3 separate regions of the Mus musculus genome follow, and all the other regions are linked to region 3. Evidence: chromatin contacts called from public HiChIP or PLAC-seq data. All regions are on one chromosome and are shown on one strand. Each heading gives the region's core, a stretch centred on a gene start, on an enhancer-like site or on the middle of the called end of the contact. The rest is flanking DNA. Distances are from core to core; before and after follow the strand shown. Region 1 overlaps Gm32611 (a long non-coding RNA gene). Region 2 overlaps Gm32611 (a long non-coding RNA gene). Region 3 has its middle 110 kb from the start of Gm40249.

Region 1 (4,272 bases), core at 1,580-4,079, 570 kb before region 3:
CTGAGTAGGCCACTAGGCTGGGCCTAGACCTTTGTTTTGAAGACAGTTTTTTTTTTTTTAGGTGACTTGGAACTCACTATGAAGTCCTTGTTGGCCCCTTAACTCCTGGATTCTCTGTTCCTCTCCTAAGTGCTGGGGTTACAGGCAGGAGCTCTAGTGCCCAGCTGGTCTCTTCAAAAAAAAAAAAAACCAAAAAACAAAAAACATCTCCCTATGTTACCCAAGTTGGCCTCACAATTCCTGGGCTCAAGTAATCCTCCTGTCTCAGCTCCTGAGTAGCTGGGCATGCCACCAAAGCCCTACTAAGGCCTTCCCTAAGGGACTGTAGCACCCAGCTTGCAGGTCACGCAGCAGCTGAGCGCTGCAGGCTCCGTCCAGAAGGGGGCAGCCGCGGCGCGTGGATGTGTGTCAGCTTTGCTGAGCTCCTACCTAGGGAAGAGTCTAGGCAGGAGAGCTCAGACGCCGGTGTTCAGGTTTTCAGACTGGAGCGCCACCGTCACATCTCAGGAACAGTCCCGCTAGAGCGCAAGGACGCCCACAAGAGCAGGGGCCTTTAGTCATTCTCAGTCCTGGGACCATGTTAAAATCACTCCCGCAGTGCTAAAAATCTCCAGAGCCTGTGCCTTCCTCAGATTGCTGTCAATTAGTCTCTGGGGGCGGGGCCCAGGAACCGCAATTACAAAAAAATCTCCTCTGACATACTTAGCAGATCTGGTCGCCAGGATCTGAGATTGAATAAACACAGTCCTGGCTACCTTTTTCTTCCTGAGAGGGAAGTCCCGGATGGGGGGGACAGTCCTGGGAGTTCCTTTGGTTAGGGTTGGTTTCAAGGGTGAGAGGTGACAAAATTGACAGTGGACAAAGGTGCTTGCTCCCACCCTCGGAGGGGGAAGTTCTCAGAGGGCAGGTAGGTAGAATACATGCGTTCTTGAGCATGTGTGCACAGGCATGCTTTGAGAGTTCAGGGTGACTACGTGCCTGCACACACATTTCTCTGGCCAGTACAGGTGCTACATATGCATGCTGGTATAGGAGAGTTATTCATACTCAAGAGCTGCTAAACAACTCCTGTACAAATACGGGTGTGTGCGCACGTGCGCGCGTGCACACACACACACACACACACACACACACACAGAGAGAGAGAGAGAGAGAGAGAGAGAGCTGTGCTTTTTCCCTGGCTCACACGACCCACAGTGTGTGGCTACCTCAGGGGTGGAAACCTGCATGCCCCGTTTCCATGGGTCTTTTCAAGCCTCTGCAGGCGTGAAGCTTTGCTGTTTGAAGGTCTTTTTCCTTTCTTCTCCCGACCAGCCTGATCGATACGCCTCCCTGGTGCAGCCTCCCCACAGACCACACACACAGACTGGATCTGTGCGGACAGAGTCAAGTGTGGGCTTAGAAAAACCCACAACCCTTGGGGCCGGATTCTTTCAGCCAGGCTCCAGGTTGGCAGCTGGCCTTGCTAGTAGCAACCTCCTCATAGCGGATGCAGCTGGCACTGGGCACTGGATACCCACCCAGCAGGTCAGGCCCACCATGTTGAAAAGGATATGGGAGGTCCTAACGCTGGATGGGGACAGAGAACTCCTGGACAGACCAGTTCTGTTGGTGAAAATGGTGTGTGTGCTTACTGGTTGGTTGTTTTATTTGATTCTCTTTGAGACGAGAGTTCAGACCCGATGAAGAGTGAGCCATCTTTATTGTCACCGTGGTGGGAAGTGGAATCACATAGGAGACACACTTTTGGGTGTGTCTGGAAGGGTGTTCACTGAGCAGGGAAGGTCCTCCCTGAATGTGTGTGTGTGTGTGTGTAGTTGGGCTGGAGACATGGCCCATTGGTTAAGAAAGCACACTGTTCTTGTAGACAACCTGGGTTTCTTTTCTAGCACCCACACGGAACAGCCCATAACAGCCTGTACTCCTAGCTTCGGGGAGCCCACTACCATTTTTTTTTTTTTCTGGCCCATGAGACCATATGCACATGGTCCAGCCATCACACGGTCACATAGTTACAGAGAAGGCAATCTGGGCCGCACAAATCTCTTTGCATCATGATTTTGAATATCATGTGACCAGCCACTTCATGGCCTAGCCACCATAATGGGACATGACCCCTTACAGTATGCAAGGATAACCCCTGCGTCCTGTAAGTTGCTGCTGGTGAGGTGTGTTAGTCTAGCAAGGAGAAACATAACTAACACAGCTTTGACCTTCATTTAGAATGGAGGTAGCTTACACAGCCATGTCCACAGACAGCATGTCCACAGACAGCATGTCCACAGACAGGACCCTGTTGGGCATGGTCTGGGTTGAGGATGTTGGTTCTTTCTGTGAGAGAAGCCAATGTGCCTTTCTGTGAGGCACGTGCAGACCCCACACCCTGGACATGTGGCTTGGGATGGGACCTCAGCACCAGGCCACATGGGGGAGGGTCTGAGCTCACCTGTCCATAAGCTTTGAGGCAGGCCGCTTTATAGGGGTGAGGGTGAGGGTGCACTGAGTCTGTGTAACGCATTATCTGATGTTTGTTGTGTTGTATGGTGGTGCAGGAAATGTGGCTTGGCGTGGGGGCATGTGCTGGACTGAACATGTGGCACCTGGGTGTTGGGTGGTTTTAGATGAATTTGGGTGAGAAACGCTTCTTTTGGAGGGGGGGAGGTGCATTCATGTGTGTGCTGGGCTAATGGGAATGTCAGTGTAGGTGAGTCAGGTGCTCCATTGTTTTCTGTCACGTGGTGAATCAGGTACATCCCACTGTGCGCATGCGGGCAGCCTGCTGGGTAGGGCACTCCTAAGGCTGGCTCAAGGCTTCAGCATTACAATCAAGTTTTTGCATTCAAGGGTAGCCCTCTCCAAGGCTCCAGCCAGTCTCAGGCTGCGTGGATGGGGTGAGCTGGGCTCGGTCCTGATGCTGTTTTAACTATACTGTCCCCGGGGGATGAGAGGAGAGGCTAGCAGGGCTCTGCCTGTGAGCTTGTCCTGGAAGTAAGAAGGAAGGTTGGTTGGTGGCTCCTAAGAGAGCTTCATCGGGAGTCTCCTGGCCTGTGACAGGCCTGTCTTGTGATCTCTGTCCAGGTGTACTGCGAAGATCAGCTCAGCACTTGAGGCCAACTGCCTTCCATGTCAAGGGACATCGCTTCTTTTGACCCCAAGGCTAGGCTGCCTCTTTCCTGTGCCTCTGGCTGTTGGCCCTTGTCATCTAGCCGGGCCAGCCTTCTACTTACTTCCAGCCTCCTCTGAGGCAATGACTAGCTAGTGCATGTGTACCCACCACACTGTAGTTCCTTCAGGTGTCACAGGGGAGCTCCCGGGAGCGCTTGACTCAACTGCTTTATGACCTACCTGGGTAGATTCTCAGGGCTCACTCACACTGATGAAGGTCAACAGTGGGGGAGGGGAACATGTTCTCTGTGTGATGCTGAGGCTGCTGGCCGGAGTCTCTCTTGACAGACAGGAAAGGGTGCCTGCAAGCGACGCAGCTTTGAGGTTCACCCTTGACATTAGGTTGGGTGTCATGGCAGGAGGAATAACATTGCAAGAAAAGAGATGAGTTCTCTTTTTAAAAAAAGCTTTCCTGTCCCCAGGGTTTCACTCTGTCACTCAGGCTGGCCTTGGGGTTGTCTTTACTTAGGGGTAACAGGCATGTACCCATATGTCCAGTTTAAGGAGGATCTTTATGGTCTCCAGGTCCTAGGAGAGATGGAAACCCCATGCAGAGGGCACTGCTACTTTGCCCTCTGACAGGGCCTGTGTGGTTCCCAACCTTGCTTAGTATGCTGATAAGGGATCTTTGGGACTTAGAATGCAGGTGTCCTGTAGTGTGCATGTTGAACTGTGGGCATATGAGCACAGCTTCTTACATGTTTGGTGTGTGTGTGTGTGGTATGTGTGTGCACACACACGCACATGTGCCCATGTGTGATACTGGGATGGACTGCAGGGCCTCACACACAGGTTGCTTTGTCAGCTCTCTGAACCCCGGCACAGTGGGTGTGTGTGTAGTGGGAAGAAGTCAGTCAGTAAAGCCATAGTTGAGGTCGGAATCTGACCATCACCCTCTTGATGCCTCTGGATCCTAGCGGCCAGGCTCTACAGGTTCCACCTGTTCCATTGTGGAACTGTGGTCCCCATACATCCTGGGAGCAGGCGTCCCTTGGCATCTGTCTTAGGGAGAAGAGACCCAGGCGTGAGCAAGACAGGGACTTGCTCATTGTCTTAGGGTGACTGGAGGCAGAAAGCCTGACACTTGAGCTTTAGCTCAGGCACTGG
Region 2 (4,922 bases), core at 46-2,545, 540 kb before region 3:
AGCCTCCTCCTCTGGCCCAACTGGGGCCCCCTGGGGACCTTTGTGTTCCCCTCCCTGCTCTTAGCATCCTCCCATTGCTCCTGGTGGCAAGACTGTGGGGCAGGAAGCATGTCCAGGAGGGTCCTGTGCTCTGCCCCTCCTTAGTGACTAACTCCTTTCCCTAGAGCTCTGTGGATGCTCCTCCCCTCTCCATGGGCTCATGCTGTTGTCTTACAGAGGCATGCTGGGATTGCTTCTGACAAGGGAATGACCTTGGTTCCTCCCACATCCCTGGTCAGAGGCTGGGTTGCTCCAACTATGGACTTAGGACTAAGAAAGGGTAAAACCTTTTACCTTCAGTGAATGGCCTCTTCCAGATGTTTCTGAGCCCCAAATCCAGGAAGCAGATATTTCAATCTTACAAAAGGATAATGGGTTGGGTGTGGTAGTGTATACCTCCAGACCCATCTGTCAGGTTGAGGCTGGAGAACTATGAGTTTGTGAGTTTGAGGTTAGCCTGGGCTACACAGTAAGACCCTGTTACACACATACACACACACATACACACACACATACACACACACACACACACACACACACACACACACACACACACACACTGACATTCAGTGGGCTTTGGCTCTGTACCAGGCTTTGTTCTAAGTACTTGATTTATTCTACCTCTGTTCCTAGCCACCTTGTGAAGACATACGCTGGCATATTCATGTCCATTTTGAAGATGAGAAAACTGAGGCACAGCACACAGGTGATGTGCCCAAAGCCAGATTTAAATCCAGACAGCTTGGCTCTAGAAACCACCGTACATGGCCTTTCTTAGCCTGAACGTTTTGTGTCATTAAAAAAAAAATCAAATGTTATTTTGATATCATAACAGGGGAAAGATAGCACAGAATGCTTCAGGGGTTTTGTAGGGGAGGGCATCAAAATATCCTACCTTGAACTTACTCATTTTCTCCCCTCATTTTTATTTATATATGTGTGCCTGTCTGTTTAAATGCTACATGTGTGCAGAAGAAAGTGTTGGATCCCCCCTTGTTAGAAGGACCTGAAGATTTTAACTCTGGCTCCCTTCACTGTGCACTTAGAAAATTCTTGACCTGGTTCAAGGTCCCAGCCAGGGCCTTACACCGTTCTGCCTGGGCCTGGCCTCCAGCCTCTAGCGTTGGCATGAGCTGACAGGTTGAGCTTCAATCACGTGGTGTCAGGACCTTCTGGGCCCTCCTGGTAGGTGGATGGGGTCTGACACAGCTCATTCTCCCAGCCCTGCCTGCCAGGAGAGGCAGCAGCTTCCTGAAAAGAGGATCTCAAAGCCAGCTCACACCGCCCGCCCGCTCGCCTCGCCTGGCTCGGGCTCCCTCCTGACAGCCCCAGGCTGGCGGCAGATGGCTCGGCTTCTCAACTGCAGAGGAGGTGCTGCAGCATCAGGAGCTGATGAAACTTTGAGTTTCAGAGGCTGAGGGGCAGGTGTCGGTGGGTGGGGCTCCACTTGATTAAACCCCTCTCCACTGGCTTCCCAGGAGTGGGAAACACAGAAGCCTAAAACAGGGTCGGGTCTGCCTGCCCCAACTCAAGGGGACTTCTGAGGCAAGCCATCTCTGGCCTCAATGCCTCATTTGAACAACGGGGAACAGCAGTCTTTGAGGAAGTGGGAGAAGGAGAACTGGACTCCATTCTGCGTAAGAGTGAAGACTTAATGGTTGCCAGTATGAAGTCCAGTGGTAGGAGCTATGGGCATGTTATCCACTCAACAGATACCCATTGTGTCTACACAGTGTTCAGTGCTGTTTGAGCAAAGCCGTGTGAAGCCAAACAGCTCTTCTAAGCACTTTCTGTATACAGTAGTCCTCTCTTTTTATGGCTTGGTTTCCCTGCAGTTTTGCTTCCATGGGGTATCTGGTGTGGCAGCACGTTCCTGAAATCCCAGCTCTTGGAAGGGTGAGAGCGGGGACGCAGCACTCTGAAAATATCTCTTACATTCTCAGAGACTGGCGCTTTTGCTGGAGTGCCTCGGATTTCGCATGTAATCAACTTTTATAACCCAAGCCAACGCATAGCTGCAATTTTAAAGTGATATACTCTTCCATGTCTCTAACTTAGAGGGATGCACGTGTATTATTTGCTGAAAGTGGCAAATACAGAAGCTGAAAGCAACTGCCTACAATCTTCCATAAAAATTGACAGCATCCATTATGGATATTGGTTGGTAAACAATGATGTTTGTTTTCTGGGTCAGTTGGGATCAGTTGGAGCCAGCGACTTAATCCCATGTAAAACTCTGATGAAGACTTCTGTAAAGTACTGATTTCTTCCCCATGTTTTCTGTGCAGTTCAAGAAATACTGAGGAAAGCCCTTTGTTAGGGACAGACACACCACTCACAGGTGGAACAGACACACACACACAGTTCACACAACAGACAGAGCACACACACACAATTACACAGACAGAGATAGGCAGATACCACTCACATTCACACAGAAATATGCCAGACAGACAGACAGACAGATACGTGGGCAAACACCACTCACACAGATAGACACAGCACCAACAGACAGATAGACAATATAGATTATACAACAGACAGAACACACACACACACAGTCACACACACACACAGTCACACAGAGATAGACAGATGCCACTCACATACACACATACACATCTACTAGGCAGACAGACACATCACACACACACACACAGTCACACAGACAGGGATAGATGCCACTTACATACACACAGACACATCTACCAGGCAGACAGACACATTACACACACACACACACACACACACACACACACACACACACGATAGGCAGACATAGCTCCTACAACAGATAGACACACACACAAACTCAGGGAGAAGGAGATTCACAGAACTGCCTCCAGGCAGGCACAGGTTCAGACCCGGGAAACAGGACAAGAAGATGGAAGTCACAGGGATCATGACATAGAGAATTCAAACCTGGACTCACTTTAATTTCTCTCCTTAAATGGGACACCTATGAATTATTGTTGACTTGGAATAAATTGCTAATGCTCATAGACTGTGTAGGCGAGGATAGATCAGAAACAGGGTTGGCCTCCTAGGCACAGCAAGTGTTAAGATGAGCCAGGTCTCTGTGAGACCCTGTGTCAAAAAACAAAACAAAACAAAAAGACAAAAAACAAACAAACAAAAAAACCCTCAAACCACCACCACCAACAACAAAAAACCCCAAACCAACCACCACCACCAAAACCCACAACAGCATCAACTAAGAGTTATTTAAAGATTTATTTGTGTGTGTGTGTGTGTGTGTGTGTGTGTGTGTGTGTGTGTTTACCTATAGAGGCCAGAAGCAATGTATCCCCTAGAGCTGGAGTTGCAGGTAGCTGTGAACTACCTGACATGGTGCTGGGAACTGAACCTGGGTCCTCCGCCAGAGTAACACACTCTTAACTGAGCCACACTGAGCCACCTCTCCAGTCCCTGAAGAATTAATTCTAACAACAAGTTTTAAGGTGGGTACTATTCTACTTCTTATTTTATAGGTGTCCAAAAAGAATGAGACACAAAGAGACTGAGTGGTTTGCACAAGGTCAAACAGTTGGTGGACACCCACTTCTGGACCTGCTCGCCTAAGTGGAGCTCTGGAGTTTATATTCTTAAACCTCACGTGCTGCACACATGAATGAACCTGACCTGAGAGCCTTACTAGCTACGTGGAGGGAGACTGTGTATCCACTACAGGGCAGGGGATGTAGCTCAACTTGCAGAGTGCCTGCCTAGCATGCACAAAGCCCGACGTGACATCTTCAGCATGGAGCAGACTGGATGGGGCGCATGTCTGTAATCCCAGCACTTGGGAGGTGGAGGTGATTGGGTCAGGAGTTCAAGGTTGTCCTACAGTTTTAAGACCAGCCTGGGAGCGAGACCTTGTCTCGAAAACCAAAACCAAAACCAAAACCCAAACCAACTTGATTACATATATACATAAATATATACATATATACATACTGCTTGCAAATATATACATCCCTGAATATGTATGTGTATAAAATGTGTCTTAGTTTGCTGTAAGGGTTGTCTCGGTAATACACAAATACCCTGGAACGGAGATTAACTAGAAGAGAGAACACTCAGACCACAAAGTTATAGTAGTCAGTTCTTATGGGGGTAGCCCATTTTCCAGGTGAATATAGTGAGGCTTTGAGAGGTTAAACAGGGAGCCGGAAAGGACTGGACAAGCTACTTGGATTCAGAGGAATGACGTTGGTTAGCTGTCACCTTGATCCTTGCTCTGAGCCTCACTGTGCTGACTTTGTTCGGGAAATATTCTTCCTGTCTCTCACAGGGCTGAGGGTGTGGTGAAGCAGCTCTTCATGGGCCTGACCTGGCTCTTTGTGCGGAAGCACTGAGAGGAAACTGCCTTTGTCTATGACTCTCTTCTTGCCAGCCTTTGGAGTCTGGTGTGTGCACAGGTGTAGCATAGGCACCCATGTGTGTGTGCCCGTGCGTGTGTGCCTGTGCATGTGTGTGTGTGTGTGTGCGCGCGCGCACGTGGGTGTGCTTGTGTGTGTGGTGTGCGCATGCTCATTCTCCTGCTCACTCATGTGTGATGGTGCGTCTGCCTCCTTCTCCTCCCTCAGTCTCCTGCTCACACAGATCAACTTGACCTTTCATTAGGTCACTTCATAATTGATGGAAATGTCCCAGGCACCTTCTCTTAACGCCAGGGCGATTATGACAATTATGATGATTATCAAGGAGAGAGAGAGAGAGAGAGAGAGAGAGAGAGAGAGAGAGAAGAGAGAAGAGAGAAGAGGGGAAGGGGCTGGGGACTGGGGGGTGGTGTTGTTCGGGAATTGCAGGAGAGCCAGGCAGTGCCGTCATTAAGAGACATTGTGTAAGATTGTTCCCCCTTCAAAAGGCAGCTGTGAAAG
Region 3 (4,799 bases), core at 1,040-3,539:
GCTGAAGGGAGCAGGAAGCTTCAGTCCTGGGTTCTTACTCCTCCCTAGCTGGTCTCTGGATGAGTGTTCAGTCCGCCATCTCCCTGCGGGGGGTGGGGGTGGGGGGGGAACACGTTGCTCCATTTCACCTCCCTCAAGTAAGAGCCACGGAAACAGCTGTTCCCCCCAAGGCTTGCAGGCCTTGATTCTGATTACAGACACAGCTGGACCACAGCTCCCAGGCCACCGTGTAACTAACTTTCACTTTACTCACATTCTCAGGAAAATTGATGATTTTCTGCCTTTTTATTACACTTGGTGATAATTTAAAAGGCGGGTTAGTGCACCCATAAAACCGACTTTGCAACAAGCTTGTGGCGGTAGAAAAATACATTTGGTCAAGAACTATTGTTTGCAGTCATAAAACAGAGGCCAGGGGCTCCCTCCCACTCCCAGTCCCCCTGCCCACCGTGTTTCTGAGAAGTGGGGCAGGCATTAGATGTCTTCCCTCTGTCTGTATGTATCTCAGGAGACCGAGCATAGTGATACGAACCCATTCCTAAAGATACATTGCCTATGGACCATGGTGGCTGGGAAAATCCTCAGAGTCCTGGGGCCTAAGGATCAGGTCACTCCACAGAAGGCCTCCAAGGGCAAAGCTGGCTTCCAAAAGGGAGTTTATAGCTGGCTAATCAAAGCTTAATTACAGCAGCTCAGCGGGCTCCAGCAGGCCACAGTGGTTTTGCTCAAGAAACTTTTTACAAGCTTAAGCAGAAGCAGCAAATTAGCAGGAAAGAGAGGAGAACCATCCTGCCCTCCTTCACCTACTTCCCAGGGCTGGAGAGCTGCAGTTACCCTGCAGAACAAGGCTCTAGGCAGATGGTGCAGTGGGGGAGAGGAGGGGTGAAGGGCAGCGAGGGGTGGTTCCCTCTAGTTAGTGGACTGCCCTGTAAGACCTGTTCCTGTCCCCCTGGCTGGGGGACCAAAAGTAGCCTGATACCTTCTTCCCATCGTCTCTTGCAGTGACCACTGGTCAAGGTCACCACACTCCATGTAGCTGGGAGTCTGTGCCATTCTTAAACATCCCAGCACACCCCTGAATTCTGGGCTCTTCTGAGCTTCTGATGAGCAATTCCCTACCTCTCCCCAGCACACTGCAGAATTCCAGTCCGTCTGTGTGAAGCCGGGCTCCCAGCGCCACTCCTCCGGAGGCGCTCCAGGATTCCCCTCCACACCATGCACCTGAAAGTTCTGAAATGCGCTTCCTTTCTGCCTCCCACACTTCTGAGAGAAGCTACTTTGTAACCATTTGGAACCACGCAAGTCTAGGTTTGAGTCCTATCACTGACCACTAACTAAAATGTGCTGTCCTAAGCAGGTGGTTTAGCCCTTCTGACCCACCGTGTCTCTGTGTGGAAAATGGGAATAAGTAAGTGGCTTGGAGGAATTCCGTCAGATGACCTGTGAGCGCGTAAATGCCACGCCTGCACGCTGTGGCATTCAGTAATTGATGGCTATTGTGCTCAGCTCTAAGACAAAGAAAAGATGAGGCTGAGGTCAGAGCTTAGTGCAAGAGCTTCAGTTGCCATCTCAGCACCAAAAAAGAGAGGAAGAGCCCAAGGAGAAAGGTGGGGATGGCGGGGAGATGCCCCTCCATTGGTAAAGTGTACCAACTTGAGGATCTGAGTTCCGATCCCCAAACCTCCATCCTCTCATGTAAAAAGCCAAGAGTTTTGGTACATGGCTGCATTCCACTGGGGAGACTCAGACAGTCGGTCGGATCTCTGGACCTCACTGGCCAGCTAGCCTAGCTGAACTGCAGAGTCCCAGGACTTAGTGAGAGATCCTATCTCAAAAAACAAAGCGGATGGTTGACGACACCCAAGGTTGACCTCTGGCTTCCACACGCACCTGTATACACACACACACACACACACACACACACACACACACACACAAAGCAGTAGAAGAGAGAGAGGTAAAAACATTTAAAATCCACAGAGATCTCAGTTGCACCTTAAAAAGAAGATCCAGGATTCTAGAAGCACCTTAGAAGAGCTCCCTGCCTTGTGTCCTCAAGAGTCACAAACAAAATTCTCTAGCCTGAGTCTCCAGACTGAGGAGAGAGTCTCTCAAAAGGGTGTGGGTGGGATCCGGCTTGGAAAAGAGCGGCTGAAATCTGGGAACAGGAACAAAAGAAGGCAGGTCCCGGTAGGTAATGAATTCCTAGGCCCCAGGGCAGGGGCCTCCTGCTGAGGATGACTGGGATTGGCAGAATACAACTCCCAGGGGTCCAGGCAGGGGGAGGGGTGTAGAGAACTGCTTCCAATCGCCCATTCAAGTGGGCCTCTGCTGATCGTCATTTCATTGGTGAGTTACAGACTGAATGCAGCTCTGTGCTGTCGCGGTCCACGGAGATGTTCCCTTTCAACTTTATGAACTTCGCTGACAATGAATAAAAGCGCTCTGGCATGACAGGCGCCTGCATTATTCTGCGCGATTCCTGGTTCCTAATGTCATCAATTACAATAATCAGATCACCGTAACACAGGGCTGGAGCGGGGAGACCACAGAGGGGCAGACGTGCGCGACCGCGGCTGTTTGGAACCGCTCACTCGTGTCTCCGAAACGCTGTAGATGGCTGGGAAATGTGATTGCCCTTAAGTTTCAAATTACCTGCAATCATTAAAATAATCTAGTTCATATTCATAAAGCCGTGATTATATTTCACATACGCAGTAAACACTTTATGAGGAAAAACCCACAAATCTGCAACGAAATAAAGAGGCGCGATCTGGCGGTGTCAAAATGGTAAGCTGCGTTGGCGTGAAATCTGCTACAAACACGGAGCTGGGAGTTGAGTGCTCTCGGTGGAGCACATTCCGGGCCACGGTGGTGGGTGGTAGGGTGGGCTTTTGAATGCAGAGCAAGCAGAACATGGAGAGGAAGGAGGAAGGGGAGGCAGCCATAGGAAGGACTCCTTGTGTTTTCCTCAGCCTGTGCCTCGGTGAGATGACCATTTAGTCCAAGTGACATCAGCAGGCGCAGGTCACCAACTACCATATGGCATTGTGAGATTCACGTGGTCTACAAACTGAAAATTTGTTGTACTTGCTTGGGTAGGAAAACTTGATGGCCGAGGCTCAGAGAAGTTAAGTGAGTGTCCTAAAATTGCACAGTGAGCAAACAAACCAGACTCAACCCCAAGAATGGGATTCCCAAGTGCACCCCATACTTGATGAAGTGCCTGGTCTGAGAGGTCGTGTGACAGTGAATGGCATACAGGCCAGGTGTCCTGCTAGCTGGGACCTTGCTGCCTAACCTCATCCAGAGTATAAGGCTTTTGTGTTTTGGGTTTTGTTGTTGCTGCTGGGGTCTTTTCTTTTCTTTTCTTTTTTCTTTTCTTTTTCCACCTGTCACCTAGGACCTGGTGATAGAGACTGACTGTTGTCAGAACTGACTGAATGTCTGACACTTGATGGGAAGCCAAACATTTTGCAAAAATCACTCACTTAAAAACATGAACAATATATATATATATATATATATATATATATATATATATATATATATTGCAATGAAACACCTTTTAACACCAAGGATTCTACGTGCATGAGATGTCTGTGTGTGTGTCTGTGTCTGTGTCTGTGTGTGCATATAAATGGGTACATGTGCACATGCATGTAGAGGCCCGAAGCCGACTCTGGATGCTTTCCTTGATCACTTTCCACCTTATTTTCCGAGGCAGGAAAGCAGAACTTACTCACTGGCTGGGCTGCCTGGCCAGGGAACTTCAGGGATCCTCCTGTCTCTGCTACCCCAGCACTGGGGTATAGACCCCAGTACTGCCATGCCCAACTTTTATGTGGGTTTGAGAATCAAACTCAGGTAGGGCCTCAAGAATGCACAGCGAGCATTTTACTGAGTTGTCTTCTCTGCACCCCCTAACACCAACACTTCGTAAAAGAACACAATAGAATTAGTTAATTAATTAATCAAAACATCTTTCCCTTCCAAATAGAACCACATCAAAGTAGGTGAAAATTTCCACCTTAGCACAGAGGTAAATATAATCCAGGAATAAGAGACTCCTGTCTTTAGAATGAGCCCCACTGAAGCCAAAATCCTCCCCCTGAAAAATACACCCCAAAAGGAAGAAGAGAAAATGGCGGAAACCTCTCTAGCAGGCAGATGGAGCCCAGAGGGTTGGGACCTGAGCTGAGCCTACCCAGTGCTTTCTCCAAGCCCACCTCCCCTTCCCAAGTGGATTTGAAGGTGAGAGAGTACAGATCCCCGTCCGCCCACGCCGCTCTTGCTGTGCAGCGATTCTCCCTGGAAACCAGTGGTGGTACACTGTTCCTCCCACCTCACAAACTAAAGGAGAGCAGGGGGAAAGGGAGGAGAGAGGGAGAGAGAGAGAGAGAGAGAGAGAGAGAGAGAGAGAGAGAGAGAGAGAGGAGAACCATTTCCTTTGCTGTCTACCACATGCTTAGTACACCCTCTCTTGGTCCCTCTGTATATCTTAGATGATGCAGTTCAGGGCCAGCTACTATGAGACTTTCTAGGCTGGCCCAGAAGCCATCTTGACCATATACAGCAGCTGAGAGAGACTCCAGGGCACAGAAGCTCCTCCACAATGACCCTCCACCCCTCTGTGGTAGCAGGCTCTTTCAGAAGGAGTGGTAACAGACCACTCTATGGCCATCATTGGAGTCCCCAGCAGTAGCGGTTCACCTACACTGGCCTCAGTTGACCCTTCCCAGGTGCACACTGCTCCAGCTTCGCACCTAGTCCGAGGATAACTGGCTGGGAAATAACCA

The links. HiChIP or PLAC-seq counts read pairs in DNA pulled down with a chosen protein or histone mark.
Region 1: a contact with region 3 is called in an H3K27ac HiChIP or PLAC-seq map of embryonic stem cells, with 4 times the contacts expected there. The contact joins two enhancer-like sites. A contact is called at or near these places in 1 of 15 datasets of contacts at CTCF or cohesin (embryonic stem cells), 8 of 484 Hi-C or Micro-C datasets (the MNK3 cell line, cortical neurons, embryonic stem cells and 2 more), 11 of 115 datasets of contacts at active chromatin or transcription factors (differentiating embryonic stem cells, embryonic basal ganglia, embryonic forebrain and 3 more) and 1 of 9 other capture datasets (embryonic stem cells).
Region 2: a contact with region 3 is called in an H3K27ac HiChIP or PLAC-seq map of embryonic stem cells, with 8 times the contacts expected there. The contact joins two enhancer-like sites. A contact is called at or near these places in 4 of 115 datasets of contacts at active chromatin or transcription factors (embryonic basal ganglia, embryonic stem cells and neural tube) and 1 of 9 other capture datasets (embryonic stem cells).

Annotation. Positions count from the first base shown.
Region 1 is chr4:125,160,127-125,164,398 of GRCm38.p6, forward strand. The region is part of intron 2 of Gm32611 (a long non-coding RNA gene); the gene reads left to right. The region is part of intron 2 of Gm40245 (a long non-coding RNA gene); the gene reads left to right. Among named protein-coding and RNA genes, the nearest start is that of Gm40245, 12 kb to the left of the region's middle. Within about 2 kb of position 2,830, at least 7 of the 459 cell types and tissues checked have an H3K27ac peak or open chromatin away from gene starts, as enhancers often do. A contact at or near this core is called in embryonic stem cells, where this site is marked.
Region 2 is chr4:125,189,941-125,194,862 of GRCm38.p6, forward strand. The region is part of intron 2 of Gm32611 (a long non-coding RNA gene); the gene reads left to right. Among named protein-coding and RNA genes, the nearest start is that of Gm40244, 26 kb to the right of the region's middle. Within about 2 kb of position 1,296, at least 41 of the 459 cell types and tissues checked have an H3K27ac peak or open chromatin away from gene starts, as enhancers often do. A contact at or near this core is called in embryonic stem cells, where this site is marked.
Region 3 is chr4:125,727,197-125,731,995 of GRCm38.p6, forward strand. No RefSeq gene overlaps it. Among named protein-coding and RNA genes, the nearest start is that of Gm40249, 110 kb to the right of the region's middle. Within about 2 kb of position 2,290, at least 33 of the 459 cell types and tissues checked have an H3K27ac peak or open chromatin away from gene starts, as enhancers often do. A contact at or near this core is called in embryonic stem cells, where this site is marked.